Linked DNA regions of Mus musculus: region 1 is linked to region 2. Evidence: chromatin contacts called from public HiChIP or PLAC-seq data. All regions are on one chromosome and are shown on one strand. The core of a region is the stretch at or near the end of the contact, and the rest is flanking DNA. Distances in the headings are between cores, read along the strand shown.

The links. HiChIP or PLAC-seq counts read pairs in DNA pulled down with a chosen protein or histone mark.
Region 1: a contact with region 2 is called in an H3K27ac HiChIP or PLAC-seq map of cardiomyocytes, with 24 times the contacts expected there. The contact joins two enhancer-like sites. A contact is called at or near these places in 2 of 484 Hi-C or Micro-C datasets (both in liver) and 3 of 115 datasets of contacts at active chromatin or transcription factors (cardiomyocytes, differentiating embryonic stem cells and fibro-adipogenic progenitors).

The regions. Positions count from the first base shown.
Region 1 is chr13:102,594,361-102,597,710 of GRCm38.p6, forward strand. No RefSeq gene overlaps it. Among named protein-coding and RNA genes, the nearest start is that of Gm29927, 3.7 kb to the left of the region's middle. Within about 2 kb of position 1,476, at least 25 of the 459 cell types and tissues checked have an H3K27ac peak or open chromatin away from gene starts, as enhancers often do. A contact at or near this core is called in cardiomyocytes, where this site is marked.
Region 2 is chr13:101,914,026-101,917,339 of GRCm38.p6, forward strand. No RefSeq gene overlaps it. Among named protein-coding and RNA genes, the nearest start is that of Gm41044, 99 kb to the right of the region's middle. Within about 2 kb of position 1,751, at least 56 of the 459 cell types and tissues checked have an H3K27ac peak or open chromatin away from gene starts, as enhancers often do. A contact at or near this core is called in cardiomyocytes, where this site is marked.

The DNA of each region.
Region 1 (3,350 bases), core at 226-2,725, 680 kb after region 2:
TTCCTCTGCGTGCTTTCTTTGTTTCCCAGAACCACTTACCCTGCCCCGGGTGTGTGTGTGCATGTGAGAGCAGCACATACTATACCAATGCAGACATGCCCATCAAATGCATTGGCCAAAGCCAATCAGATTTCTTCCTCTACTTTTACCCACCTTATTTCCTGAGACAGGGCCTTTCCATAAATCAAAAGCTCACCAGTTTGGGCCAAGCTGGCTGGTCAGAGAACTCTCAGGATCTGTCTGTCTCCACCCCAGTGCTAAAGGGACAGGCATGCACAGTCATGCACAGCTTTTTTGTGTGCTTACTGGAGATTCAGACTCAGGTCCACCCTGTTTTCATAGAAAGCCATCTTACATACAAGCCACCTCCACAGGCTCCTGGCCTAGCTTCTCAAAGTCCCTTCCAAGCTGCCTGTGACACCTCCAATGAGTGTTTAAAAAATCTGCTTTCACTCATGCAGTTGTCTGCCCTTGTTTACAACCAGGCCTACTCCTTTCCCCTCCCCAACTTTGCCTGTGACTATCCTAGGATGGGGGCGACCACCTGCTTCTGTCCTTTCTCCTTCTAGATTGTTTACATACTTATCTGGGGACCTTTCCTTTTAATTTTAAGAGTTTGGTTTTTTTTTTACAATGGGAACAGGAAACGATTAAAACTGTTACATTCATATTCCCAGAAACATTTGTCATAATAACTGAAAGGCAGGAGCAACTCAGTGTCCATGAAATAGATGAATGGATAAATGATATGTGGCGCCTAATCCAATGGGGTTCTGCTTACCAGTGCTCAGTTCTGACACATGCTACAGGTTGTTGGGAACCATGTTGTGCTCAAAGTTAAGTAAGCCAATCACAAAAGGACAACTATTACATGACTTCACTTCCTGAGATACCCAGAAGGGTCAAAATCCAACCAACAAAGGATGGCTTCTTGGAAAGAGGAAATGAGAGGAGAGTTACTGGTTAGTAAGTACAGAGTCTAAGTTAGGAAGAGAGAAAGATCCAGAAACAGATGGCTGGATGGTAACGATGGTAGCACAATAATGTATATGTACTTTACCTAACTGGACTGATTGATTTCATGTTAAGTATAGATTACCACAACTTCAAAACATTTAAAATTTAATTTTGAACCAAAAGAAGAAGGAGGAGGAGGAGGAGCAGGAGGAGGAGGAGGAAGAAGAGCAGCTCCTGATTGAAGCCCATGTACTAAATGCAATAGAACTGAAACCCAAGGTTGGTTCTGACTTTGCAGATTGACCCCTCACCTACTCTATTGTACCTAAAATGCTCCCAAACTTCTAGTGGTTTGCAGAGGCCTGTGAGGCAGTGGCCTGACTCTGAGAGCCAGCGCATCCCCGGAGGCCCCACAAGATGTGATCTTTCCCACTTGTTTCTGCTGGGATGATAAGCACTCACCAAATGACACGCCGAGAAAGATTACATAAAAGCAATTTTCCACAGTGCTATTTCTAGACCTTGTATGAGTCATGTGTCACCTTCTGAAGCGATTGCATTGCTAATGAAGGCTCTCAATGCACAATACAGCAAGAACCCTGCAAAATCCTACTGGCAAGGGAAAGAAAGAAATTGGTGTTTCATTCTGGTGTCTTCATCCAGAAGGGTTAGAGGTAAACCAGATGGAAGAACCAGTCACTTATGCCAGGGCTACCTACCTCAGTGTGTGGAGAACACCCTCTGTCTCTCTGTCATACACAATGTTTCTAAGAGTTTACTGTGTCAGCTATAAGAAATACGATGATATATTTCTTTTTTTTTTCTTTTTCAGTGATGTATTTACTAAGGTAAGTCCAGCTCATGTGGTGTTTACAATGTGATTCTTGTGTATGAACAAAGACATTTAGAAAGGCCATTTTTATGGTACCTATAAATGCACTGTCCTAGTGTTGAAAAGATTCCAAAAGATCAGTTGGGCCCTAGTCCAAATCTTCTCATTGATGGCAGTTCACAGGACAGCCAGCTACCCAAGGACTTATGCAAATTAGCATATGCTGACCTTTCTACAGGCCTCCCATATAGAGCTAAGTAAGCATGCAGAGGAGATGACTCTGAAAAAATGATAAATTGTTACCCAAACAATAAGAACTCCAAATAGCGCCCTGTTTAAAAAGGAATAAAGAAACAGAAACATTCAGAGAATCAACCATTTGCCTGGGGTATCCCAGAGTGGCCCAGGGTAGCCCAGTGTAGCCCAGGTCTGGCTTCTGCTCATGTCCTGAAGATGTTGTCTCACCTACTCCTTTCTCACTCTTCACTCTGATCATTATTGTCATGGAGAGAACGTCCCTCCTGGAATCATGTCTGCCACCTATGTAAGCTATCCCTCATGCATTATCTTTACATGCAGTTCCTTGATTCTCAGAACAAGAGGCAACAGTAGACATTCAGTCAGGTCACTGAATGTGCCCAAGACCACATGCCTAATTAGTGACATGGCAAGTGGTAAATCTTTTTCTCTCTCATCATCCAGTGGCATGTAGGAATCAGACAGCATTTAATATTAATAAATAAATGGATTTTTATTTTCTATAGAACCAACCACTGTGGTTTTGGCTTAAAAGGTGGCCCAGGGGATATAAGTACAAACCATTCCTGGGATTAATGAGATCAGCATACAGGAGCAACAGGATCCAGGACTCTGAAGGAACATTTCTCTTCTTAGTACATACTATCCTTCTGATAACCTGTATGTCTTACATCGTCACACTTTGTGTAATTTGATATGACAGTCCTGACTGACTAGGTCTTGATCATACATTGGAAACATGGGTCTGTGTGTATGTACATGCATGTGTGTATGCACATGAGGATTGGGGAAGAAGAAATGGCGGCAGAGGCAAAAACATAAAGTTAGAAACAAGACATCACAAAGATCAAATGCAGTTGTCTTTGAAGTTCCTATGTTTCCAAGTTGTTCTGTGTTGAGGAGCATTGTGTTACAGAGGCAGGGAGAGATCCAGTAAGAAGAGCAAGTTCTCAGTCACTATTAGCAGCTCCAAAAACCCCACCTGTGTGCCCTCCCTCCCTCCTTCCCTCCCTCCCTCCAGGCTGCAATCACCTGCACAATGCTGTGCTGCTCCACCCACCTGTGAGTAGACGGTGCATAGAAAATCAGCTTACCATTGGATGAAACAGAAACAGGTGGCAATGGCAGAGGACACATGCAGGCTAGACTGTCCTTGGAGCCTTGGGCCTGGGCCCTTCTGAGCATCCTGACTGACGATAAGGCTCTGCTTATTTGCTTCCTAAAGTGTTGCCCATGACCAATAAAACTATTGAGCAGTCTCAGAGATCATGTGACAGTTTGGTGAAAACTCAGCATGAAAGCA
Region 2 (3,314 bases), core at 501-3,000:
GCAATGAAAGTAATTTTATGGCTGGGGGCAGGGGGGGGGGAGGTGTCCCACAACATGAAAGGGCCACAGGGTTAGGAATGGTGAGAACGACTGCTCTAGATGTGACGATTAGTGTTATTTGTCACCTTGACAGACTCTAGAGTCACCCAGGAGATAGGTCTTAAGGCATGTCTGTGAAGGACTGTCCTGATTCATGATGGTGGGCAGGACCAAGCCTTGACATGTTTAAAACAGAGAAATGAAGGAGAGCACCAACATGCTGGTGTCTGTTGCCCGTTCATTCTGTCTCCGAATATGACGTAACCAGCTCCTTTCAGTTCCTGCCACTGTGACTTTTCTGCCAGAGTGGACCTTAACCTGAACTCTGGACCAGAACAAGTCCATTCTCTCTTAAGTTGTCTTTATTTTACACAGCAACAGAAAAAGAAATTAGGACAATAAACCATGCAGATCTGAGAACCTATCTGTATACTAAACCCAGTATATAAGCCCTATTATGCCCTACGTGGCCAGTGTGATGGGAAGAGGACCCAGACCCCAGCTGAAGAGAACCAGACAAAAACAGTAGCTTTCCTTACCTTGATCTCTATAAAAATTTTGTTGCTTAGAAAAAAAATTAAATTCTCCTTGCTTAGAAGGAGAGTTCATATTTAGAAATACTGTGAACCAGAAAAAAAAAATGGTATCTTGAATCTTGGCGTTCCAAGTCTTGTTGGCTTGTGGCCAAGCTTCAGGATGCTTCTAAGAGCCATGTGGGGAATGCAAATCGGGATGTCTAACTCTCTTAAGGGCAGTCAGGAGGGCTGATGGTCTATGCTGCATGCTGTAAATCTACCACACAAAAAACCGCCCTCTTTGCACCAGCAGCAGCTCCAGACTTTGGCCTAAGCCCAGTTCCCTATTTCGTCCAAGTTGCTCTTAGCCTTAGTATTTAAGCCAAAGCTTTGTTCTATACACAGGCTGCTATTGATTGGGCCTTCTTATCTCTGTCTCCACAGATAAGGTATACATTAGCAAGACTATTCAGGGGTGGCCTTTTACAAAGGCAGAACGTCTCTTTGGTATCCAGGGTCAAGAAAGGCAGTGTTCAGGAGTGCTTGGTATCTTGAAGGTGTGTATAGAAGTGGTGTACAGAGGGGGTCCAGAAAGACACTCCCAGGCAACAAAGTTGTGAGGAAATGTGTTTTTTGTTCAGATCTGTGCCCCAGTTGGAAGTTGTATTCAGTAGATGTTTTATTTTAGGGCTGGTGTATGTGGTTGGTATGTGTGTGGTGTGTATGTGATGTGTGCATGTGTGTATGTGGTGTGTAATGTATAAAGTATGTATGGTATGTGTGTATGTGTGTGTATGGTGTAGTGTGTGTGTGTGTGTGTGTGTGTGTGTGTGTGGTGTGTGTATAGTGTGTTGTGTGTGGTATGTGGAGTGTGTGTCTGTATGTCTCTGTGTGTGCATATATATGTATATGTGTGGTATGTACAGTGTGTGTGTGGAGTATGTGTGTGTGTTTACATACACAACAACCTCTTTAGGGATTGGAAGTCTGCCTTGTACTCATTTTAACTTCTGGAGGCCAATGTGAGAAGTCTATGCTGGAAGCCTGTTAGCTTATTGTTTCCCTCCTTGCAAGGCGAGGCTGCAACGTGACTTTAGCCACGCATACCCAGCTAGAAGAGAGTGAGACAAAGTGTGTGGGAATTGCCACAATCTGCTCCCAGTCCCTGGATTTCCCTTTCCTAATGCTCTGAGCAGTGCTTTGCTTAGACAAGTCAACACTCGCTCACCAGCCACTGCACTCTCTGGCTCAGGGTACCAACGCTACTTAGTTTGAAGAAAAAAAGGCTGAAAAAAGAAAGAAAAGAAAAGAAAGCTTTCCTGGAATCTCTCATGCGTGTGAGAAACAAAAAGAAAAGAACAGAAATGTCAGAGCCCATGCTCTCGTGGTGATAGGCTCTGGAAAAGGAGACTTTAGTTTTTCTTTTCTTTATCTGGTATCACATTTTCAATTCACACCCATTATTAAGTGCGAGAAACACAATCATAGATTAGTTGAAGAAAGGGAGGAGCTAACTTTGCTAACAGAACAAATGACCTAGGCTATTTCTAGTCATCTGGTCATCGCGCTCAAATATGTTATGCCTATAAATAGAAAACAGGCAAGGGGTAAAGAAAAAAGATCCCCAAAGGAAGGAAGAGAGATGAACGAATAGAAAGGCACATAGGTCATGTCTGTGGCCACCTTCCCAGTCAAACCTTTTATCAGCTCTTCTGGCTAGAGAAATGTCTGTTAAAGGTGTGTTTACACTCACAACGTTGTTTCATAATGGGAGTTAATGATTGTTAGAGCTCTTACTGAATTTGTGGAGCATGTTTCAGCTTATTCATCACAAGTTAGTCCAGGCATAGACTGACTTGCTGTAGATTGACCTAATGTGACCAGTTGCCACAGGCCACCATGACATCTGGCTGCCAGCAGGGACATGGTGATCTTTTGGTTCAGGAATAGGCTCCTCTCCCAGCTAGTGTGTCTTGGCTTAGGGGCCTGAATGTCCTAGCTGAAAACCAGCCACAGTGCTTCGGAGACTGGGAGTCCCATTTGGAGTTGATAACTCAGTGTTGGGCAGTAAGAGTAAGTCTAATTGCAAGTCTTCTGAAGAACAGGAAAGCACAATTCATTTTGCCCTTCATTAATACAGAGAATTTATTCCAAATTTCAAGAACTCAATTCCAACTTTCAGTGTAGAATATTTGGAAGGTTCCTCCTCCTCCTCCTCTTCCTCCTCTTCCTCCTCCTCCTCCTCCTCCTCTTCCTCCTCCTCCTCTTCCTCCTCCTCCTCCTCCTCCTCTTCCTCTTCTTCTTCTTCTTCTTCTTCTTCTTCTTCTTCTTCTTCTTCTTCTTCTTCTTCTTCTTCTTCTTCTTCTTCTTCTTCTTCTTTCTCATGGTTTTCACAGAGAGGGCACTGCTCTAAAAGCATAAGAAGCGGAGGCCTGGGAGACCTGCGTCCTGCCCTGCACACTCACTTCCTGTTGTTGGAGGCTCATGCACCTGTGGGGAGGCTCCGGGCCTCCCCATAGATGCCATAAAATTATATACAAGCACTGTGCGTACACCCACGTTTCCAGGAGAGAATGAATCAGGTGTGTTAAATAGGGTGTCTAAGGATTTTCCTAAGAAAATGTCCAACAACTTGGGGAACAGCTATCATTTATTGATGTTGGAAACAAGAACTAACATTTATTGGTGTTCTGGGACTTTTGCTAGGCACTTGATAGCTCACTCATTAAACCAGGCCGGCACGGCTTAACATTCATGAAG